Regions from separate parts of the Sus scrofa genome. Here region 2 is linked to region 1. Evidence: chromatin contacts called from public HiChIP or PLAC-seq data. All regions are on one chromosome and are shown on one strand. The core of a region is the stretch at or near the end of the contact, and the rest is flanking DNA. Distances in the headings are between cores, read along the strand shown.

What was found. HiChIP or PLAC-seq counts read pairs in DNA pulled down with a chosen protein or histone mark.
Region 2: a contact with region 1 is called in an H3K27ac HiChIP or PLAC-seq map of skeletal muscle. The contact joins two enhancer-like sites. A contact is called at or near these places in 1 of 47 Hi-C or Micro-C datasets (skeletal muscle) and 1 of 2 datasets of contacts at active chromatin or transcription factors (skeletal muscle).

What each region holds. Positions count from the first base shown.
Region 1 is chr12:31,557,269-31,563,693 of Sscrofa11.1, forward strand. No RefSeq gene overlaps it. Among named protein-coding and RNA genes, the nearest start is that of HLF, 29 kb to the right of the region's middle. Within about 2 kb of position 3,218, at least 48 of the 83 cell types and tissues checked have an H3K27ac peak or open chromatin away from gene starts, as enhancers often do. A contact at or near this core is called in skeletal muscle, where this site is marked.
Region 2 is chr12:31,696,684-31,703,314 of Sscrofa11.1, forward strand. It overlaps MMD (monocyte to macrophage differentiation associated), which reads right to left. Exons shown (of 7, transcript NM_001044595.2): 7 at 1-1,078. The coding sequence ends at 878. Among named protein-coding and RNA genes, the nearest start is that of MMD, 24 kb to the right of the region's middle. Within about 2 kb of position 1,903, at least 5 of the 83 cell types and tissues checked have an H3K27ac peak or open chromatin away from gene starts, as enhancers often do. A contact at or near this core is called in skeletal muscle, where this site is marked.

The sequences.
Region 1 (6,425 bases), core at 1,968-4,467:
TATATACATTAGGGATTGTTCCTGACTCCTCCCTCTCCTTTTCATAAAACCAATCAGGTGATGGTGAGACATCTTTCATCCTGCTTCCTAGGAAAAGATGATAGGAGGTGGACCAGAGCAGGATAGGAAGAGCATAGGAGATTCTGTGGGGTGACTATAATCAGCTGACCGATCTCCACGCACATGCAAAAGATCTTTGGGTGCTCTCTGATACAACTTGAAGAGATTTGGAAAGGATGAGTAGGTGGGAGTAGAAGCCAGGGCCATTTAAATAATTACTATGCATCTATATCCACAAGGGCTATAAGCCTGAGGAATCTGGTTTCTTACATCCCGACATCATATATCACTCTCACCAACACAACCCTCCCCAGGCCAATACGTTTGATCTCAAATCTTGAGAATATTGGATTCATTACTCCCTCCACTCCTTTGCTCATATGGCATCCAACCACCTCCACAGCCCTTCCCTTCTCCCTGTTTATCTAACCTAGGCTGAGCAATCCTTAAAGGCCCTCTTCTTTTTGCTATTTTTTTTTTTTGTTTTTTTTTTTTGCTTTTTAGGGCTGTACCTGCAGCATATGAAAGTTCCCAGGCTAGGGGTCAAATCAAAGCTGTAGCTGGTGGCCTATGTCACAGTCACAGCAATGTGTTACCTTTTTATTTTTTATTTTTTATTTTTTTATTTTTTTATTTTTTGCTATTTCTTGGGCCGCTCCCGCGGCATATGGAGGTTCCCAGGCTAGGGGTCCAATTGGAGCTGTAGCCACTGGCCTACGCCAGAGCCACAGGAACGCGGGATCCAAGCCGCGTCTGCAACCTACACCACAGCTCACGGCAATGCCGGACCCTTAACCCACTGAGCAAGGGCAGGGACCAAACCCACAACCTCATGGTTCCTAGTCGGATTTGTTAACCACTGCGCCAAGACAGGAACTCCTGTGTTACCTTTTTAAACTATTCTCTGCCTTATGGTCTCTCTCTACTGTGAATATCTGCCACGGTGCATTATCATCCTCTTAGGCACTTAATTGCATGCTGTCTCATTATTTAACACTTTCCAAGTGTCTATCTTGTTTGCCTAACCTGACTGTATTCCTTTTGAGTTCAGGGGTCATGAATGTCTTCCATATTCCTCCAAGAGCCCTCGTGCTTCCACATATAGAAGGAGTCTAATATGTATCGGATGTACGGATGAAGAAATAGCACATAAATGTGGTTCTGCCAAAATGACGTCACTGATCTTTCACCATAACTTAAGTTGTTTTTCTAGTCGTAGAGATGGATTTTTCCTGATCTGATGCTCTTACTCACTGCCTCACTGCAAAGGTGTACATTGCAGGAAAAAATGCACTTATACTAGCTGCATAATTTGGGGCAAACCAAAATCTATCACTCAATCCACACCTGGGAAAAAAAAAGACAGTAAAAGCAATAGTAATAATAGAAGCACTGTGAGGGGCATTGTGTTTGCCTCTCCACATCTGTATCCAGTATGTTTGCTTGTTCCCTCTAGCTCCCCTCAAAACACATGGGATTAATCCAAATGAATCAGCATAATTCCATCTCCTGCCATGGTTGTTGGTTCAGATGTGGGCCCTTGCCCCAATTCAGGCCAATAGTACAGGAAAGATGTCTGCTTGCTGACTCTGTGAAAGAAGCATTTTCATTAAGTGAGAACTTCCCAAAACTTTAGATGAAGCTGACCACTTGGAAGGCATGGCAGACAGATGGAAGGAAACCAGGTCCTAGCAATATTGTTTAGCTGTTGAATCAAACCATCCCTGAAGTCCATCCTATCCTGGACTTCAGTTAAATGAGTTTCCTGTTCAAGCCACTTAGAGTTGGATTTTTGTGTTACTGGCAACCAAATATATTATAACTGGTCGACATATAATAACCATAATGACAATAATAGCTGGGTTACAAACTCACAGAGTAATTGGGAGGGTAAAGGTTAATTACAGATCCAAAAGTGCTCTATAGGCTTTATCTTGTAAATGTTTGTGGCTGAGAGGCCCTCCCTCTGTTACGTTGTCTCCCTTAAGATATAAAACTGAGAGAGGATCTTAAATATGTAGAAGCCTTGTTGGATGGGTATCTTGGGAATTACAGTTTTTCTCAAGAGTTTCTCAGAAAGCTTGAAACACTACAATAAAGCTGAGCAGAATAAAGTGTAGCAAATAGGGCACATAACAAACCTTCTAGAAGGAAATGATTTACATGAAACCTGGTGCCCAGCACAGAGTAAGTGCTAAAAAAACTCTTTTAGATTTTATTTTTAAAAATAAATTAATCACACAGGGTACCACATTTAAGTTACCAAAGGGTGTAAGTGTAAAATCAATCTTTCTTCTTCTCCTGACCCCCTCAACCACGTCTTTCTTTGCATTTCTTGTGCCTATTTCCAGAGCTATACATTTATGAATATATATAATATATATGAGTGTGTGTGTGTGTGTATATATATATGACACAAATGTTAACAACTCATCCACAATGTTGTGCCCCATTTTATATTTTTTTTTTAGATCACAGTGTATCTTGGAGGTCTCTCCACATCAGAATCTATAGAGTTCATTACTTTGTAACCAGTGCAGACAATTCCAAACATAGCCCTAAACTAACTTCTGTTTCCATGAATTTGACCAGATTTACTGTTGGACATTTAAGAGCAGTTCCCATCCTCTGCTATGTCAAACAGTGGTGTCATGATTACCCTTCTAGGGAGACTTTTCATAGAAGTGGGACCGCATCTGTAGGATCAATTCTGGGTAGTGGAATTGCTGATTCAAACAAAAGGCTTATGTTCAGTAACTTTGTTTTCATTTTTGAATTCATGAAATGTTAAATTCGATGAATTCGCGAGCAGGCGCCGCAACACCTCTTCAAAGCTGCGGGTTCCATGTTGGGGTGAAGATCGCGGTATCCGCAGAGTAAGCTCTGGGTCTCCCGCCCCCGGGCTCAGCCACGCCCGTCCGCCGACCCTCCATTAGCAGGCGCAGAGCTTGCAGCCCCGGCAGAGGAGCCGCACGTGCGATTCCACGTGAGGCATCCAGCGGCGCGCAGAGGAGATGTGCGCCTGCGCCGGCCTCGGGAAAAGTAGGTCAGACTCCTCCTGTCACGTGACCAGCTCCCCTCAGCTACCCCGGCACCTCCCGCTGGAGCGCAGCCGGCAGGCGCTCCGCAGCCAACGTGACGGCCGGGCGCGGCGGGGCGGGCGGGGTCCGCGGGCTCTCGGCGCCGGAAAGGATTTGCCGGTTCTCCTCCCTCTGGGGCGCTCCGCTCCGAAGTCGGGCGGGCAAATGGAGCGCCGCGCAGTGCCTCTGGGAGCGGGATGGAGATGACCCACACAGGAAAGCGGGCTCACGTTCCTGACATCCGCACGCGGCTTTCTGAAGCAATGCTGCCTGTAAAGAGGAAAGGTCACATTGCGTTGCGGTGTCAACAGAATCCCATCGATTCTTTGCGGTTCCTGTTTGTTATAAAGGAACTCAGCCATACATGGAAACGAACTTTGTCAAAGGAAATAGAAAAGAATGTGAAAGGCTTCTGGACATTTGCAGCAATCTTCTTACGCCCCCCATTTCTCATCTTCTACCCACTGCCCTCCTTGCCACTTCCACCCCTCCCCCACATGTCCCCACAAGGATTTTAAGCACATTTCTCACCTTCCACTAGAGATTTAAGAGGTGATAGTGGTGCTGATGGGCCTGGGGGTGTGAAGGCGGCCCTGAATCAACTGAAGCCTGAGTTTTATGTATTTGGAGTTAATTTTAGGTCTTGCCCCCTCCCTTTCTGCTTTTTAACTTGTTGCACAACGGGCTCTGCCACAGTGGGTTGCAATCCAGTGGAAGAAGAGGAAGCCAAGTCAATGGGCTACGCTGCCGTCGGCTGTAAATCCTTGACAGAGGTGTGCCCAGGTGTTATATAAGCACAGGGAAGGGGCACCCAAGCGCAGGGGTGGGTACCCTCAGTCTGGAAGGCTAAGTGGGAGTTAGCTGGCAGAAAAGTAAGGCAGGGGGGTGGAGAAGTGTTCCAAACAAAGGGAACTACTAATAGTTACATAATATTTCCCTCATGGAGTCCTTTACTATAATTGTCTTAGCCAGCACATGTAGTTGGAATGTATACAGTTTCCATTTATGTTATTCTAAACCAGTCTTTAATGAACATAGTTGTGCACAACGCTTTTACCCCTCCATTTTAAAGTAAATCCTAGGAATAGGATGGCTAGAAAGAAGGCAGAAATATTTTGTAACTTCTTTTTTATTTTTCTTTTTTGGCTACATCATGGGGTGCCCAAATTCCCAGGTCAGGGGTTGAACCTGCAACACAGCAGCAACCCAAGCTACTGCAGTGACAACTGCTGGATCCTTACCCCACTGAACCCCCAGGGAACTCCTGTAACTTCTGATAAAGCACTGTCAAACTATTTTCCAAAAAAAAGTTGTAGTAATTTGTAGCAATGTAGAATTTAAATACTTAGTGTTCAGGCAGTAAATTGCCTGCTACTCATTTCAAATCAATGAAGCTTAATGAAATGAACCCATGATTTACTAGAATGCCATAAATCATAATACATTGCATGTGTAGTTTTTGTGACCCATGATACAATTCTAATTGAATTCAAGTTTGAAAAATGGAAAAAAAATTGGCAGATCAGTGCATTTCCGCCTTATGGGGAACTGGGTAGCAACGTACGAGGGAAGGGAAGGATAAGAGTGATACCTACTAAAGAAGCACTAATGCTCTCTCTGATTGCTCCTTTCTTGTGAATCAAGAGAACAGAGAAAGTAGCTTCACACAAGCCAGAACAAGATTAGAAGTTTCCACACCTCTCTGAAAATGTCAGAAAAGCAGCAGAATCAAAGAAGCCCTGAGACTGACCTGAAAGGCCACTATAACTTATAGGAAGAAGGTCATGAGTCTGGGTACTAAGTTCCAGAAACCTGCATGCTTCCCAGCTTGCTCTCTGTTGGCATCTGTACCTGCAAGGAAAAAACAAAGCTGTGACACTCAAAAGGACATTTAGGGGAAAGTAATTTAGGTAATGTGGACAATGAAAGCAGGACATATCTTACTTTTTTGCCTGTATTGAGCTAGATGGTTAAGGTAACCAGAAGCCTGGTGCAGTTACGATTTTGCAGACATGATTATAGTTCATATTGTGGTTGCTTCCCTAATATCCATTCTGCGTGTTATACTTTGAGGGGCAGGACTTACCTCCCCTCAGCCCTCAGACCTTGATTGAATTAACAAATCATTGTAGTCCCATTGCTCTTCTTATGGGGATTAAAAGAGTTAATTCAGCAAAAGCACTTAGAAGGCTGGCTGGCACATGTTAAGAGCTGGAGAACATTTGTTGTTGATACTGCTGTTGTTATTATTAGTGTAACAATGACTGTTCAATCAGAAGAAGCCTGAACTTGTTTTTAGTGGTTACAGGATGACATTCTTTATCCTTGGATGGGGATAAAGAAACATATGTAACTACTGATGCTGTCTTTCTACCTTAAGGGAAGCCAACCCAACCATACACCTGATAAATAAGGAGGGGCAGAGGAGGCCTCACCCTGATCAAACTTCCCTTGCAGCCTGCACTACCTCTATTTCATTTGTTTGAGTCAAACACATCCCATTTGTTACTTCAGTCATTAGAGTTAGATTACCTGTTATTTGCCAGCAGAACCTCCTAAAGTGATACCATGCCTAAGTGATACCAGGCCAAAGTCCTTATTCTAACTAAAGGGTCAAAATGATGACAGGGGCATTCCCTTCTGAGCATGAACTTGTTAAAGAATAGGATTAAATCTTACCTCCATGGCAGATGAATACATTGATCCAATGCATTCATTTTATAGGGGAACCCCAATAAAAAAAAACCACTGAGTGGTAAGGCTGGTGGCTCCAAGAGCAGATATTCATTTTCTCACAGTTCTGGAGGCTAGAAGTCTGAGATCAAGGTGTTAGCAAAGTTATTTCTTCTGAGATCTCTCATCTTGGCTTGTAGATGGCTGTCTTCTCCCTGTGTTGTTTTTTGTTTTTTGTTGTTTTGTTTTGTTTTGTTTTTGCTTTTAGGGCCTCACCTGTGGCATACAGAGGTTCCCAGGCTAGAGGTCCAATCAGAGCTGTAGCTGCTGGCCTCTGCCACAAACACAGCAAAGCAAGATCCAGAGCCACGTCTGAGACCTACACCACAGCTCACGCAATGCTGGATCCTTAACCCACTGAGCAAGGCCAGGGATCAAATCTGCATCCTCATGGATGCTAGTCAGACTTGTTAACCACTGAGCCACAACAGGAACTCCTTCTCCCTATGTTTTCATATGAACTTCCCTTGGTGTGTGACTCCTAATTTCCTCTTCTTATGAGGATACCATTCGTATTGGATTAGTACTCACCCTCATGACCTTATTTTAACT
Region 2 (6,631 bases), core at 653-3,152, 140 kb after region 1:
AATACTCTAATACAGACTGAATAGGCATCCGCTGTTGAGAAAAGACCCTGAAGAAAACATGGCAAAGGCATAGAGAAAAGGTTGAATCTTTTGAAAAAGTTTATATCAAAATACTTTTCCATCACTGGGACACCTAACTAGGTCAAGTATATGACCCAAAGCAGCACGGAATTCGGAGTCAGAGGTTGGCAGAAAAGTTTTGGAAAACTTGCAGTTTTTAAAAATTGGCAATTTCTCCATGCTTCACAAAACTATCAGAAGAGGTATAATGTTTGTTCTCTTGTGGAATGTTGACAGCTTGCTGCAAAAATTCACATGAATGAGGAACCGCAGAGATGCGCTTCAATGAATTATTTTTTTAAAAAATTTACAAAAAACTGAAGTTTCTATTTTAAAAAATAACCACGTTATGCCAAGATGAAACATGGTAAAAAGTAGTGTAAGTTCTGTCCATGATTCTTTACACGGCTAATGGGAAAGTGATAGAAATCATTTTCTCTTAAAAAGGAAGTTTTGTTATTGCACTGACTTTTACAACCTGACCTGGTAATTTAGAAAAATCATGTAGTAAAATCTGTAAAATTAAAATACAAAATTCTGGTTTGTAAACATCAGCTGGCCAAGCCTATCCAGAGTCCTTCATAATAGTGGAATGGAATGAATAATTAAGTCACAACTTTACTTATTTGCTGTGAGGGGGAAAACTCCAGAACACAGCTTTTGTACTTTCACAGTAATTATATTCAAAAGATATAAAGAAAGTCAGTGCAGTTGTCTTCTTTGTTGTTTTTTCCTCCGTGCAGTTTTCAGGTCTGACCTCACTCTTTTAAGTGCCATAATTGAAATAATACTGGTTTGGAGACCTAGTACAGATTGGTCATAAATGTCGCATAAAGTCTGTAGGGCTTCGGTAAAGATATTTCCAAATGGCATAGTAATGCACTGCAGCTGCCGTGGCCACAAACAGGTGCCAGATGGCATGGGCAAATGGAATGATGCCATCGCTCTTGAAGAATACAACTCCCAGGCAATAAATTAAGCCCCCACAGGCAAGTTCGTGGAGTCCGTCAGTGTTATTCTGTCAACAGAGGAAAAAAATAAAAAGGTTTTGATGTTACTCTGATGTGACAAGCTAAAGAGATCACTGCAATTCCCCCTAAGCCTCCTAACTGTCTAGACAATGAAGTAGCTCTGCGTAGACAGAACCCTGACCTGTAAACATGAACTACACTTAAATTGACCTAGATTACCCTCTGGATCAGTGTCTTGACCTGACTGAGCGGTCAAGTTACAGGTCCCATGGTAAAAAGTGGTACCTCCTGCTCATTTATAGCAAGTTTAAGCAGACTGTGATTGCATCTAAAATGAATGATAATTTGTTTTAATAAAGTACAGTCCTCGGCTTTCATCTTCCCGTTTAAGAGCTTTTTTTCCCTACTAAGGCACGCCCACACCACTCCATTTATAATCCACCTCTCAGCCTGGTTTCCACTCCTTTGTCTTCCTCAAACTCTGTTCTACACTAATTACTTTTCTGAGACTCTCCCCCTGCTTCGGTGAGCTTACTGCTTCTTCATGGCTAACACAGGAAAATCCAGCTAGGAGTGACCTCTGAGACCTGAGACCACATGGCATATTTCCTAACTTTCTGGATGTTCCCAGGCCTTTTTGTCTTTGCACCTGGGAGTTTCTTAGCTTAGCAGGAAATTAACAGCCTTGTGTGTTTTAGCATAAAAAGGAGAACGCGTAGACTACTTTTGGTTTTCAAAGACCTTGGCCCATTTATAAGATTAAAATTGGGCTGTATGAATGAGAGGGGAAGAGAACAGAGGCAGGCTTAGGAAGCTGATAGAGAAACAAGTTGGGATTCCTGGAGACTAGGAATAGAAAGGTATCAGGTTCTGTAGGGTGAGTGGAAACTTAAGCCAGATTGTGGCATGGCCTTGGATGGGGAGAGGTGTATGGATAACCTAGAGGACTGGGCACTGGGTGGCTGTGACTTTGGGAGCCTTGGAGCAGATCCCCGTGGCCAAGTTCAACAGGGAACATGGGGAAGCCTCGTTGTAACCACTTGCTTGAAGGGTCCCATGGGCCTAGGCCAGAGCAATGGCAGTCACGGACGATGTGTGCCAAGAACCAGGCCTGAGGATCCAGGGCCAGGGTGAGGATCTGCCGTATTTTTCAAGTTCACATAAGCACCATGGTTTTTGTAATTTTCAAGTTCACATAAGCACCATGGTTTTTGTAGGATAAAATAATGAGGGAAGGAGCCAATTCAAAATGACAGATACCAGATTTCTCATTAACCTCGCTAAGGTAGGACATCAGCCAGATTTCGTTTTCCTTAAAAAGGAAAACAAGCAAAACAAACCACCATACACACTCATTATTTCCTAAAGGTTACAAAGCAATTGATATTCTATAATTATACGCAATTCTCTGTGTATGTGTATTAGGGGCATTTTCCTAAGAGAGGAGGTTTTCATGGGATTCTCACAGGGGCATCTACTCCTCAGTGAGGAGTCACTCAACTAACTCCTATTGATTGATTGATTGATTGACAGATTGACTGCTTTTTAGGGCTGCACTTGTAGCATATGGAAATTCCCAGACTAGGCATCAAATTGGAGCTACAGCTGCCGGCCTACAGAGCAGCCACAGCAACGAGGGATCTGAGCTGTGTCTGCCACCTGCACCACAGCTCATAGCAACGCCAGATCCCCAACCCACTGAGAAAGGCCAGGGATCGAACCTGCATTCTCACGGATCCTAGTTGGGTTCCTTAACCACTGAGCCACGAAGGGAACTTCCCAAACCTCCTTATTTTAGATGAAGACACTAAGAAGGTCAGAGAAACGAGTAACCTGAACAAAGTCACACAGCTGCTCGATGCCCCAAAGACACTGTTCCTTTTTCTTCTGCTAAAACAATATATGAGAGACCAAACCAAGTGCACAGGCTGGTTCTGACACACATTCTGTTAATAGACGGTTAGTTCTTCAGGACAGCACATCTGCTTTATCAACCCTCAAAGAACAAGAACATAGTTAAACCTAGAGCAAACAAAACCAGCTATGTTTTCTTCATTATCAATGTCAATATGTTTCTGTGTATCAGGCCCTGTTTGAAACCCTCATTTAATATTTCAGTATTATTTTAATCTCAACTTTATAGATGAGAAAGCCAGAACACAGAGAGGGTAAATTACTTGCCCAAAGCTATGAGGCTTTTAAGTGTCAGAATCATGATTTGAACAAAGAACCAAGGTGGTCTATCTCCTGAACTTATGTTCCTTTTTTGGGGGGGGGCGGTCATTTAAAAAACAGATGATTAATTTACACAGGGTAATGCATAGATCTTAAGTGAACAGTAAGAGTTTTGATAAAATGCACACATGTATGTAAACCATTCCACCCCATCAAGATACTCACGCTCATGTATCCTAACACCCCACAAAGTTCTCTGATGCCCCTTCCCCATCCTGGACAATCCCGTCCACCAAGGCAACCACTTTTCTTATTGCTTTTACCGCAAACTAAGCTTGTTCTAGAACCTCACATGAATGGAATTATACTCTATGTACATTTTTGTGTCTGGCTTCATTTTTTTGAAATGAACAGTGTACAATGTTTTTGAGATTCATGAATGTGCTACTGTGTACCAAGTCATTCTTTTTTTTCTATTACTTAGTATCCCATTGATTTATTTAACATCATTTGATTATCCTTTCCATTTGAGGGGTATCATGAATAAATTTAATATGTATATTATTTTACAAGTCCTTTTGTAGATACATGCTGTTGTTTCTGTTGGATAATACTGCTTGAGTCATAAAGGTATGCTTAATTTTATTTATTTATTTATTTATTTTTTGGTGCATCTGTGGCCTAAGTTCCTGGGCCAGAGATTGAACCTTAACCACAGGAGTGACAATGCCAAGTCCTTAACCTGCTGAGCCACCAAGGAACTCCATTTTTTAATCATAAACTGCTAAACAAATTTCAAAGTGGTTATACCATTTCAAACTCCAGCAATGAACTAGGGTTCTAATTATTTCACATCCTTGCTGATATTTGGTGGCATCAGTCTTAATTTTAATCATTCTGTAGGGGGTGTAGTAGTGGCATGCTGAGGTATTAATTTTCATATCCCTGACTTCCCTGATGACTAGTGACACTGAGAACTTATCCAAGGGCTACTGGATACTTGAATACCTTTTTCTTTGTCAAGTGTCTGTTGAAGTGTTCTACTCTTTTTTTTTATAGAATTAGCTTTTTTACTACTGATTGGGAGTGCTTTATATATTTGAGATACATTCTTTGTCGGATATACACAGAGAAAACAAATATTTTCTCCCAGTCTGGGGCTTGACTATTCATTTTAAAGTTTATTGATCTTTTCTTCTGCAGTGTCTCATTTGTTGTTCAACCCCTCCAATAAATTTTTTCTTAACATACAGTTTTTGGATCTAGAATTTCCATTTGGCTCTCTTTTTTAATAGTTCCATTTCTTTCCTGAGATTCCTCATCAGTTTACTCCTTGTGTTTTAAAGTTCTTGTATGCTATTTCAACATCTGCCGTCTTTTTTTTGTCTTTCTAGGGCTGCGCCCGTGGCATATGGAGGTTCCCAGGCTAGGGGTCAAACTGGAGCTAGAGCTGCCAGCCTACACCACAGCCACAGCCACAGCAATGCTGGATCCGAGCCACATCTGCGACCTATACCACAGCTTATGGCAATGCCGGATCCTTAACCCACTGAGCAAGGCCAGGGATCGAACTGAGTCCTCATGGATGCTAGTCAGATACACTTCTTCTGAGCCACAATGGGAACGCCATCTGTCATCTTTGGATCTGTTTTTATTGATCTGTTTTTCCTTAGATATTTCCTATTTCTTATCTAGTAATATTTGTTTGGATAATGAATGCCAGGTTGTTAAAGAGTATAGCTTTTGTTGTCTTCCTCAAAAGAATGTTGGGTTTATTCTGACAGGCAGTTTATTTACAGGAGGATTACTTTTGACCTTTTGAGGTTTCTGGGCTTTATTACGGCAGTGCCAGAGCCACCCTCACTTAGAACCAGTGTAGCTCTTCCGGCCCCAGTATTCTGGTGGGGTCAACAGAATACTGAGTTGTTCAGCATGGTCACTCTATTCCGGCTGGTATCTCCCAGCGTAGGATCCTTCTGGAATCTCCATTTATCTCACAGCCTTCCAACAGCTATTCTCAGCCAGGGCTCACAGAGTCTTGCCCTGAACAAATGCAGCTTAATATTCAGGCAAGGACTCCAGGGAACCCCTTTGTAGATTTCTGCAGACTCTTCTCTGTGAGTGATGCTCCCTCCTCTCCAGGACCCTGCCCTCAAACTGCAGCCAGCTCTGCAGCTGAAATGCAGATTTGTTTCCTCCATCTAGAGGGCTGCTCTTGGACTCTACGTTCCTCTACTGCAGTTTGGAAAGTGTGCCCGGGGAGAAAACTGCAGTGCCTTTGAAGCTCATCTTGTGGTTTCTCTTCCTTTCAAGGATCACAGTCCTAAGTGTCTGTGCCCAATGACGAAAAACAATTGTTTCATATACTTTTCCGAATTTTATAGTTCTTAATGGCAGAGGGTAAGTCATATCCATTATTCTGACTGAAACACTTCAGGTTTGAGTCTTCATCACTTAGACTGCTGCTTTTTTCCTTAAGATGGCTGATGAATTTCTTTTTGATCTGGTCTCCATCTAGCTCACGGGCTTTTATCACAAGACTTGTGCTACCTGCATAATTACATGCCCTCATGCATACATGCATATTCAAACAGATACTATTTTTAATTCTTCAAAGATGCTTGTGCTTTCCCTGTCTCTAGAGCTTCCTCCATGCTGTATCTTTTCTCTGTACCACTTGCAGTACCTCTTCCATCTCTTGGCTCCTATTTATCCTTTCTGAATCAGATTAATTAGCATTATGTGCTCCCATGGCAGGCTGCACTTTCCCCAGTCAAAGACATTATAAAACCTTATGGTAGTTTCCTATTTTATATGAATGGTATTTTTCTGCTTGATTCTAAATTTATCATGGCAAGTGTGGGGATTTTCCTGTTTGATTGTCACAAACATTCGTCATCTGCTATTGTACCACATGTGAAAATGCCATGAAAGGCTTAGGCCTACGAAAAATACTGGATAAATTTACTCTTAAGATAAGAGGGTATTTACTTGAAGTTCCACTCTAAGGATCAGTAACCTATCAACCTAGATCTTGCTTACATTGCTTTGGTGTCCTCAGTCACGTTCTAACTATATGGCCTTCAAGGCAGATTTTCCTCATTTCTGTCATTCATCTCCCTCCCCTCACCTCCCTGTTGCCCTGACCAACTAAACTGTATGTATTTTTGGTGCTAGGTAATTATTAAAGCCATTATAAATCTCCTATCTCAAAGAATATATACTGTTACATTCTCCTAAGATATTCTCTCGGCGGGGGGAGGGGGAAACATAAGTAAACCTGTAAATTCTAAAACCTTTTGCAGGTGTTTTTTTTGTGATGAGGGCAAGATCTACAGCAAAATTACATTCTTGTAACATGCCTAGGACCTCAGGATTGAAATTATAGGTATAATTGTGACCACTGCAGGCTGAGAAGAGAGCTC